Linked DNA regions of Gossypium hirsutum: region 2 is linked to region 1. A link is a contact called in public Hi-C data. All regions are on one chromosome and are shown on one strand. Each heading gives the region's core, a stretch centred on a gene start, on an enhancer-like site or on the middle of the called end of the contact. The rest is flanking DNA. Distances are from core to core; before and after follow the strand shown. Region 1 holds the start of LOC107945865 (plastidial pyruvate kinase 2). Region 2 holds the start of LOC107908333.

Evidence for each region. A called contact is a pair of places that touch in the nucleus more often than the background predicts.
Region 2: a contact with region 1 is called in a Hi-C map of leaf, with 3 times the contacts expected there. The contact joins the promoter of LOC107908333 here to the promoter of LOC107945865 in region 1. A contact is called at or near these places in 8 of 34 Hi-C or Micro-C datasets (anther, callus, fibers and 3 more).

Annotation. Positions count from the first base shown.
Region 1 is chrA08:62,381,648-62,386,247 of Gossypium_hirsutum_v2.1, forward strand. It overlaps LOC107945865 (plastidial pyruvate kinase 2), which reads left to right and starts at 1,300. Exons shown (of 12, transcript XM_016880020.2): 1 at 1,300-1,736; 2 at 2,505-2,792; 3 at 3,323-3,488; 4 at 4,566-4,600. The coding sequence starts at 1,500.
Region 2 is chrA08:62,867,992-62,872,874 of Gossypium_hirsutum_v2.1, forward strand. It overlaps LOC107908333, which reads left to right and starts at 1,790. Exons shown (of 2, transcript XM_016835549.2): 1 at 1,790-2,425; 2 at 3,196-4,450. The coding sequence starts at 3,608. The coding sequence ends at 4,168. It overlaps LOC107908590 (putative septum site-determining protein minD homolog, chloroplastic), which reads right to left and starts at 1,620. Exons shown (of 3, transcript XR_005899474.1): 1 at 473-1,620; 2 at 1-139.

The DNA of each region.
Region 1 (4,600 bases), core at 50-2,549:
TGACTTGTGACACCAACTCAATCAGGGATTTATTAATATTATAGATATATACATTTCATTGTTACTATTTCCATAATAAATAAAAGGCATAATGATAAATTTAGCCCTTAATGTTTGCATTTTTTTTGTCTATTTAATCATTATTCCATTTTTTAGCTAAATTTAGCTCTTAACCTTTCAAAAAAGAGTCAAATCATTTTTTTAATGAAAATACTGATTAAAACATTAATTTTTTAACGTTGTTGATGGAGCAACTCGCATGACAATTTATGTGCTTATCCTACTAACATAACACCATTTATCTTATATGTTATGTCAACAAATAAATCAAAAATCAAAAATCAAAAATCAAAAATCAAAAATCAAAAATCAAAAATCAAAAATCAAAAATCAAAAATCAAAAATCAAAAATCAAAAATAAAATTAAAAAATATAAAAATTTAATAAAAATTTTAAAAATTAACATGAAATACAAGTGGATTGTCATGCAAGTTGCTTTATTTAAAATTTTAATATTTTAGTTAGCATTCTAGTTGAAGGAAAAATTATTTTTGCTAGCATCCTCGTTGAAGGAAAAATTATTTTTGACTATTTTTTAAAAAATTAATAAATAAATTTAACTTTTTTTAATAGGTTGAGGATTAAATTTAACTAAAATAAATTTATTTTCAAAACATTAAGAGATAAATTTAAAATTATAACTAAAATAAATTCAAAATTTAAAAATTTAAATCCATATACCCAATACAAAACACAAGTTTAATGTTTAATGAAAAGAATGGAAATGCTTGTCAAAGTCAAATCATAAACGATACATGCGGAAAACCACGAGAGGCAAATTGAAATTGGAAATCCTATGGAGGGTTCAACTTTAATCCCAACCCAGAACAAGACCAACGTTATGATGACACTTGAACAAAAAAGTGACGAATGATACCAGGGGTTCCGACACCACGTTGTATAACAACAATAATAAATTGTCTTCTTTGTTTTAATAATAATAATTTGCCTAATTTCCATCCATTTTTTTGAAAAGAACAAATTTTAATGGGTATTTATATATATGAAATTTTAATTTAATTTAATTTTAATATATTATTAATATAATTATTTATATAATATTATTTTATGATTATATATTCTATAAATAAATAATTATATTTATTACATATAAAAATATATTAATGTATTTATTTCATTAAATTTATATAATTAAATTAAAATTAAAATTAAAATTTTAAATATATATTTAAATCACAATAAAAAAAATATATATCTACATTAAATTAAAATTTATATGTATAATTTCACATTAAAAAAAACAGTTTGAATAAAATAGGTGCATAGTGTTTGTCGATACAAACTAAGCACACTTCATTCTGCAGCGTCCTCTTTTAAAAGTCATTGTTTTAGCGGCGATTGCTCCAACCTTCAATTTTATCAGCGAAACCCCATCGCCTTCCTCTCCCCTGAAACCCTTTCTATCTCTCATTTTAGCAATGGCTCAAGTGGTGGCCACTAGATCCATCCATGCTAACTTCTTCAGCAAGGCCTCCGGATCCCTTCAGGACCCAGTGGAGAAGCTTAAGCCTGCGTCCTTCGCTTCCAAAGTACTCTTACCTGACCACAGGAAGAGCAACGCCGTCGTGCTTACTAGGAACTCTAGGATTACTGCTAAGAGAGCCGCACGTGCCGAGCCTGAACTTATTCCCGTTTCACCTGAGGATGTACCTAAGGTTTGGCCCACTCCCGACCTCTCTGATCTTCCGCTTTGATTATGAATTTGGTTGCTGCCATCTCATGCTAAAAGAAAAAATATAAAAAAAACGCATTAGATCTTTGTTAACTTTTTCGATTTTTCTAGCGGCTAAGAAAGCAATAGGCGTGGTATTATATAAGTGGAGTGATCTTATTATCATGGAGCATGCTGATTGTTTTTTTTTTAATAAGAATGGAGTGTGTCAAGTTGAATAAGGTCATGTTTGTATTTTCGAAAATGCATTATCCTATTAGTGAAACTTGCACAATCCATAAATGGAAATGGTGGTTTTTTTTTCTCTAAAATGAGGAAACTTCCTGGTCACTTTGGACTATAAATGAGAAATATTTAGGACTCGAGTCAAAATTTCCGCTGAGATCTTTTTACAAGCCAGTCTTTGGTGCACTGTCGGTTGATTTTGTGCTAAAGAAATTATCCAGAGAATAATAAGTAACATGGGGCATAACTTTCACCTGTTTGCCCTTGCCGTTGAAAGAAAAGGAACCTTGAAGTGTATAACAACTTAAGTGTTTGGTTAAAATGATGAAGTTCCAGTTACACGGTGTATTTCACTTGAAATTTCTGCTTTACACTGGTATAGGATGGTGGCATTGCCGTTGAATGACATAGTCACTATGCTTTGAATTGCCATTATATCTATGCTCAAATAACTTATCATGGACAGTTGAAGAGAGAAAATCACCAGAAATCATTGCTTGTAACTTTTCTTACTTTTTTTCTTCAGAGGGAGGAGCAATATGAGCAGTTAAGGGGGATTCAGCAAGTAGGTGATGGATCAGTGGGTATGTGGTCCAAGCCTACTGTTAGGCGTAAAACAAAGATTGTTTGTACTATTGGTCCTTCAACAAACACAAGGGAAATGATATGGAAATTGGCTGAGGCTGGAATGAATGTTGCTCGCTTGAATATGTCTCATGGAGACCATGCATCTCATCAGAAAGTTATTGATTTAGTCAAGGAATATAATGCACAATCCAAAGACAACACTATCGCAATCATGCTTGACACCAAGGCAAGTTCCCTCAACTTCATTTGCCTTTTTACAGTGTAAAAGCAGTTATGCCAGGTTGCTTGAGCCAACAGTTTGGTGTTGTCAGACTTAGACATCAGTGATACCTTTCTTTGTCAAAATTATTGTCAGAATTTTGTCATCTTAGACAATGTTCTTAACAAAAACCTATATGAACATGCCAATTGTTTCTTGGATTTTGGATACAGGTTCTGTTATGGTCATCATGACACTCTATTTTGGAGTAAGACTGCCAAGTATGTACAAGTGACAGTATGTTAGTATATGGTTTGGGTACTTATTAGAGTCTGCAATACAAATATAAGTCTACATGTGTGTGTGCATATGGTTTTTGTCTTTATTCGTTTGTTTTACTTGTGAGGTTATGAGCCATTAAAATTGTTGGACGTAGTGTTGTAGGCAACAATTATATAACTGGATATTATGTGATTTTCGTCTGATAGTTCTATTAGTTCAGTTTCTGTAAACCTTCATTTATTATGTTCTTATGTTATTTTGGCTCTGTTTGTTAGGGTCCTGAAGTTAGGAGCGGTGACTTGCCTCAACCAATCACATTAACAACTGGGCAGGAATTTACTTTTACAATTAAGAGAGGAGTTGGGACACCTGATTGTGTCAGTGTCAACTATGATGATTTTGTTAACGATGTAGAAGTGGGTGACATGCTTCTTGTTGACGGTATGCTGTCTTGAAACTTCAAGAGATTGTGAAAGTATTCAGGTTTTGTTAACTTTTGATGTTTTATATGCTTGTTAATAACAATACCTCCCTTCTCCCCCGCCCCCTTTTTTTCCCTGACACCAGCAGCAAGCATGCATGCGCAAACTCACTTTGCCTTCAGTCTGAAAAGATGATATGCTTTTAGTATTATGATTCAATTATCAAGAGTCTTAAGACTGCAAATATGTAGCATTAGCTGAAGAAAGAATTTAATGATCTAGAAATGAATTAAAAAGGGTCTTACTTCTTCTGCCATGTTCTTAATTTGCTAGTTGGGGTGTGCTGATGCTGTTGTTGGGTCGGGAGTGTCTTTTGCCATTTCTAAGTGACAAATGAAATCTTTAGCATTCTAGAGAAATTATGTTGATTCTGTTGACGTAGGGTTTGATAAAACATTGAAATTTTCATTGTATTGGAAATGAAAATTTTCAGCATTTAATTTTCTGAATGTGTTTGATAACCCTATAAAATTTTTGCTTGATACAAAAATTTTCTACATTAAAGTGTTCATTTAGTAAGTAGATAACTACTTATTACTTAATGCTGAAAATGTTAAGTTGATTTTATTTTTAAAAAACGTATATATGAAATAAAAATATTTTTATTTTATTAAAAAATGAAATATTCAATTTAATATATTTAACTTTTATCCAAAACTATTCAAAATAATATAAAACATTAAATTAATAAAATTGAATTTATGAAATAAATAATTTTGGAAATAAAGATATACCATTATCTAACAATTTGTACTTAATTTTTACTAATACACCAAAGAGATTTCCTATAAAAATTCAAAATTTATAAAATTCAGTACTTAATTTTTTTTATCGAATAACACCTTGAGCTGGTCCAGAGTAAAAGTATCTATAACCATCTTTGCATTTCCAGACTAATGTGTATCCTTTCATTATCAAGCAAGAGTTTGGTCTGCTAAGTAGTCTGAGCTAGATTATGAAAACAAAACACTAGAAAAATCTCAGCACACTTCTTTTGTTGATTATATGCTCCTCTGACTTTTGATTCACAATGTAGGTGGTATGATGTCATTGGTAGTGAAGTTGAAGACA
Region 2 (4,883 bases), core at 540-3,039, 490 kb after region 1:
AGATTTCTGTCAATTGAGATTTCTGTCATGCCTTTGATGTTGTGTAACAGCTGAATGAGTAAAATGTAAATGTTACAAACAGGTGTGATACAAGCTAAATGTCGTAGGTTGAAGCAATCACTTCCAAATGCGCAATACCCTGATTCAATATTGTTAACCATCATCAGCTCACCTCTATGTTAAGGCATCAGATAAGATAAAGAGCAAGTTATGGTACTGAATGACCGATATGTGACAGTCAATCAAATGAAATGATATTGATTCATTGACCAGATTCTAAGAGATTGATTGAGCACTGAAATGTTTCAACTCAATCCACACACACCAACAAAGAATTTCAAACAAGCCCCTAGAATACAATTTTGAGTAAAACCTCATCTCAAAGCAAGCAAACACATTCCCTAAAAACCAAACCCTTTATCTACCATAAGAAACTTAAAACTGATATAGCTAGAATTCAAAGGCAACCAACCTTTACTGACTGTACAAAGACCGGCTCCAACAAGCTCACTCCAGTTATTAGCCTCCAAAAAATGAGAAAAACCCACGCTTTTTGGGCTCCTCCTCAACCATAACAGCCTTCATGCTATCCTGCTCAACAAGCCTCCAAGCGGCTTGCTCGAAGGCCAACCCAGCAAGCGTGGGAGGCTTATTCAGAACAAGTGGGTACCCTCTGTTGGTGCTTCTGATAACCTCGGAATCCTCAGGAATTACCCCCAACAATGCTAACCCCAGCATTTCTTGCACATCCAAAACCGACATCATATCTTCTCCCTTTATCATATCCGTCCTCACTCTGTTTACTATCATCTTTATATCCCTTATCCCATCACATTCTAACAGCCCTGTCACTCTATCCGCATCCCTTAAACTCGTTATGTCCGGCGTCGTCACCAAAACCGCCTCGTTTGCTGGCGTTATTGCCGTTATGAACCCTGCGTCAATCCCCGCCGGACAATCTATTAGTATGAAATCCGGTGACCCTTCCTCACGCGCTTTCAGTGCGTCCACTAACCAAACCAACGCTTTCCCACCGAATCCAATGGGGAGCTTCGATCTGGGCTTGGAAATGCAAAGCAATTCGAAGTTCGACCATCGCTTATCTCTTACCAATGCCTGGTCCAGTCGGCAATCGCCATTGAGTACCTCCACGACCGTATAGTTCACGCGATTCTCCAGGCCTAACAGGAGGTCTAGGTTACGGAGGCCAACGTCGGCGTCGATGGCCACTACGGAGAACCCCAGACGAGCTAAGGAAAGACCCACATTGGCGGTGGTTGTGGTTTTTCCGACCCCGCCTTTTCCGGATGTTATAACGACGACGCGTGGAGTCTCACCGGCCAGCTCAGGCTTTCTATTCCATTGAAGGACAGAAGAAATGGGGGCGGGCTTCGATTTGGGGTAGGGTTTTGGAGGTTTTAGGCATTTGGGGTACAAAAGGGGGTTGAGCGGATAGTCGAGGAGAGTGGGCTTAGGATTTGAGGAGAAGAGCTGCAAGGAGAGCATTTCTATTTTAGGGTTTTAGGAGGAAGAGGAAGGAGATAGAGATGGAGATGGAGATGGAGATGGAGATGGAGATGAAAAATCATTCGATTGGAGACATTAGCAGAGAGAAGCACAGCAACAAATGGAAAGAGAGGAATGCCATCAAAAATCAGAGCATGGAATGGTATTTGGGCCATTTGGGCTCTAAATGGGCCTCTGTTCAGATTTAGTTGGGATTCAAATCCTTCAACAAAAAAGGGTAAACCACATTAGTAGTCACCCGAGTATGGTATTCTTTTTCTTAGTCATCCAATTATAAAAAGTTACATAATAGTGACTCAACTATTTAATTTTATCTTTTTTGGTCAACTCACTATCTTATATTTTTGGGTGTTTTCATTTTTAAGTTAGCCAGCTGGTGACAGAAAAGGACAATTAAATAGTTAGATGATCATTTTATAACTTTTCATAATTAGATGACCAAAAAAGAAACAATCCATAGTTGGGTGACCTCTGTTGTAGTTTGCCCATAAAAAAATCAGTTGGGGGCGATGAAAGGGAGAGGCAATCAATCCATCACGCAATAATTGCCAAGTGGCGTGACATCAGTCGTGACACCGCACCCTCCACAGTTACCCAATCCACTGACAATTAACAAACCCACAAGAGAAAAAGTCATGGAAGATCAATGTTACCGGTTACCCCCTCATGGTTCATATGTATATGCCACGTGTCCGTATCTCGTTGGCTGGTCACAACCATTTCCATCACCCTCCTTTCCACCCTCGTTGTTGTTTTTTTTTATATCCTCTTTTCCACTTTATCTCTGATTTTCTACAGATCCAAACACGCACCTTTTCTTTCCTTTCCCATTTTTGTCCATACTACAACGACTCTTGGTAGAGGACCCTTTTTCTCTCTTAATATTCGTCTTGATAAGGTTTGGTTCATCTATATTTTATTTATCTCTTGGTTTTCTAGGCAGTGATTTTCCTCTTTTGATTGACGATAGGTATTTGGATCTGATGCCGATTAATGATTTAAAGTTATTTATCTTTATTAAAGATGGCATTTTCTTTCCCATTTCGGTAATGGTACTCTGCTACTTACATCTAAATTTAGGGTTTTAGGACAAACAATTGGACAGACTCGATGCACCTTCTGTTTGGGTTACCAAAGATAGGAAAAAATGGAATTTTAGATTGGAAGTAAGTCAAATTTCACAGTAAAAGTAAGAACTCTGTTATTATAAATTTGAATAAAGTTGTTTTTATCCTCTTCATCCCTTTTTGGGCGTTGGGATCAGATCGTTTTGGGGGTAAAATTGGATGATATTTTAGCAAGTTTGACTTTGTTTTGCTCTTGAATCACAGTCCTACTGAACTGTGTGATGGGTTAGGTTTCTGGAAATTTACTTCATGCTCGCTTATACTATGTTCTCATTGATATTCATCTGAATTTTCAATTTTAACTTCCTAATGGATATTTTGTCTGGCTCTGATTTACTCTCAATTTACACACTGAGACTCCACTTGTTAAGTGCTTGGGAAAGGCTGTATGCTTCATTCTAAATACATGCTAGTAATTTGTCTCACCATTACCATCAATCTTTTAGTTCATCCAACTTTACATATTTGTATGATTTAAGTTCAGACTTTGAAGTTTGGTTGGATGTTTTAATGACTCATATGTTCTGCTTGTTGACTGCAGTTGGGTAGGCCATGTGAGTAACGCTTGGGCAGGGATAAGGATATTGGTCCTGTTAGTGTGCAGAAGATGGGAAAATGCAAGGGTTGTGGGAAATTAGGGAGGATGTTGCCAAGAGATGGGCCTGTGAATGCTTACTATTCATCTCTACTGTGTTCCCCTGTTGTGTCTGTTTGGGATTGCATTGTCCGCAAGATGAGATATTCCTATAGACCTGAGTGGGTGTAGTAGTCTTGGTGTTATATTAGTTCGTAATAAGACAATAAAATTAGAAATAGGTAGCATCAAAACTTCTATTTTAGGGAAAAGGCTAAAAAGTAAAAAAGAGAAAAGCTTTATAGGGAAATGTATACGAGTTAGAGGAACCTGTTAAAGCAAAAACTGAAGACTGGGTTTTAAAGCATTTTAAGTATTCATGGATAACAAGGCATGTAACAAAATGCAAACAGTAGTGAGTAAAGCGAAAAAGAAGCAGGTGAAGGATGAGTTGGAACGTATTAAACAGGCTGAGAAGAAAAAGAGGCGGTTGGAGAAAGCCCTTGCTACATCCGCAGCCATCCGTTCTGAGCTAGAAAAAAAGAAACAGAAAAAGAAGGAAGAACAGCAGAGGCTTGATGAGGAAGGTGCTGCAATTGCTGAGGCCGTCGCTTTGCACGTCCTACTTGGTGAGGACTCTGATGACTCCGCTAGCATTATGCTAAACAGGGAAGAGGGGTTCAACTGCTGGGGTTATGGTGTATATATGGATGGAGAGAGGGCCTATCTTCCCCATCAACCTCACCCAAACTGTCAAGGCTGGGTCTCAAATGCATATAGAACTGGGGACGGTGACTGGTCCTTCTCATATGGAAGGGAGGTGCAAGCACCATTTTTGGAGAATGGAGGGTTAGGAAGTGGCGGACTTTCAGTTGGTGTGATTGCAGCACAGGCTATTTCAGCACTCCAAATCACAGAGGATGCAAAGGTCCTCCACTGAGGCTAGACAAAGCGTTTTGTTGTGTGGTCATAATTCTGAATAATAATGACTCTCTGGTATATGTGTATGTATATGTGTCAGTCATATGTTGTGGTTGCTGCTTCTGTGCATTGAACTTATCCTATCCTGCTCTCTCCTGTCTGTTAACCATACCATCAAATGGTCTGTTTCTTGATGGTTTTCTTTTTCCCTATCATTGATTTTGAGGCATGAATGCAGTTAGTCCCACCATCTAAATGCCATTAACACAGATGTTTGAATGTTATTATTGTATTTCTTTTATTAATCTTTGCCTGCAACTCCACCGAATACTAACCATGTTACGCTTCTACCTTGTTGAGAAACCTTCTTATAGTTCCAAGTTTTATTTCACGATTTGGACATGTCTCTGGTTTTTTCTTATGTAGGTCATTTGTGATGGATATTAATCTATGTTAGATTATCATTGACCGAATTTAGATAAATGGATGTTTAAGTTTATATGTATTTAGATAACTATTTATTTACTCATTGGTTCAAAATCTCTACTATAATACACGGTTGAAAATTTACTTAAAAGTCATTTTTTTATGATGTAAATTACATTATTATGAGGTTTTTTTTCTCTTTTTTATATTTTTAAAAATCATTAAAAAAATTACAAATAAAAATATTTAATCCAAAGACCTGGTTAAATATTTAACTTCACAATTACAATCAAATGATTCAATCAAAG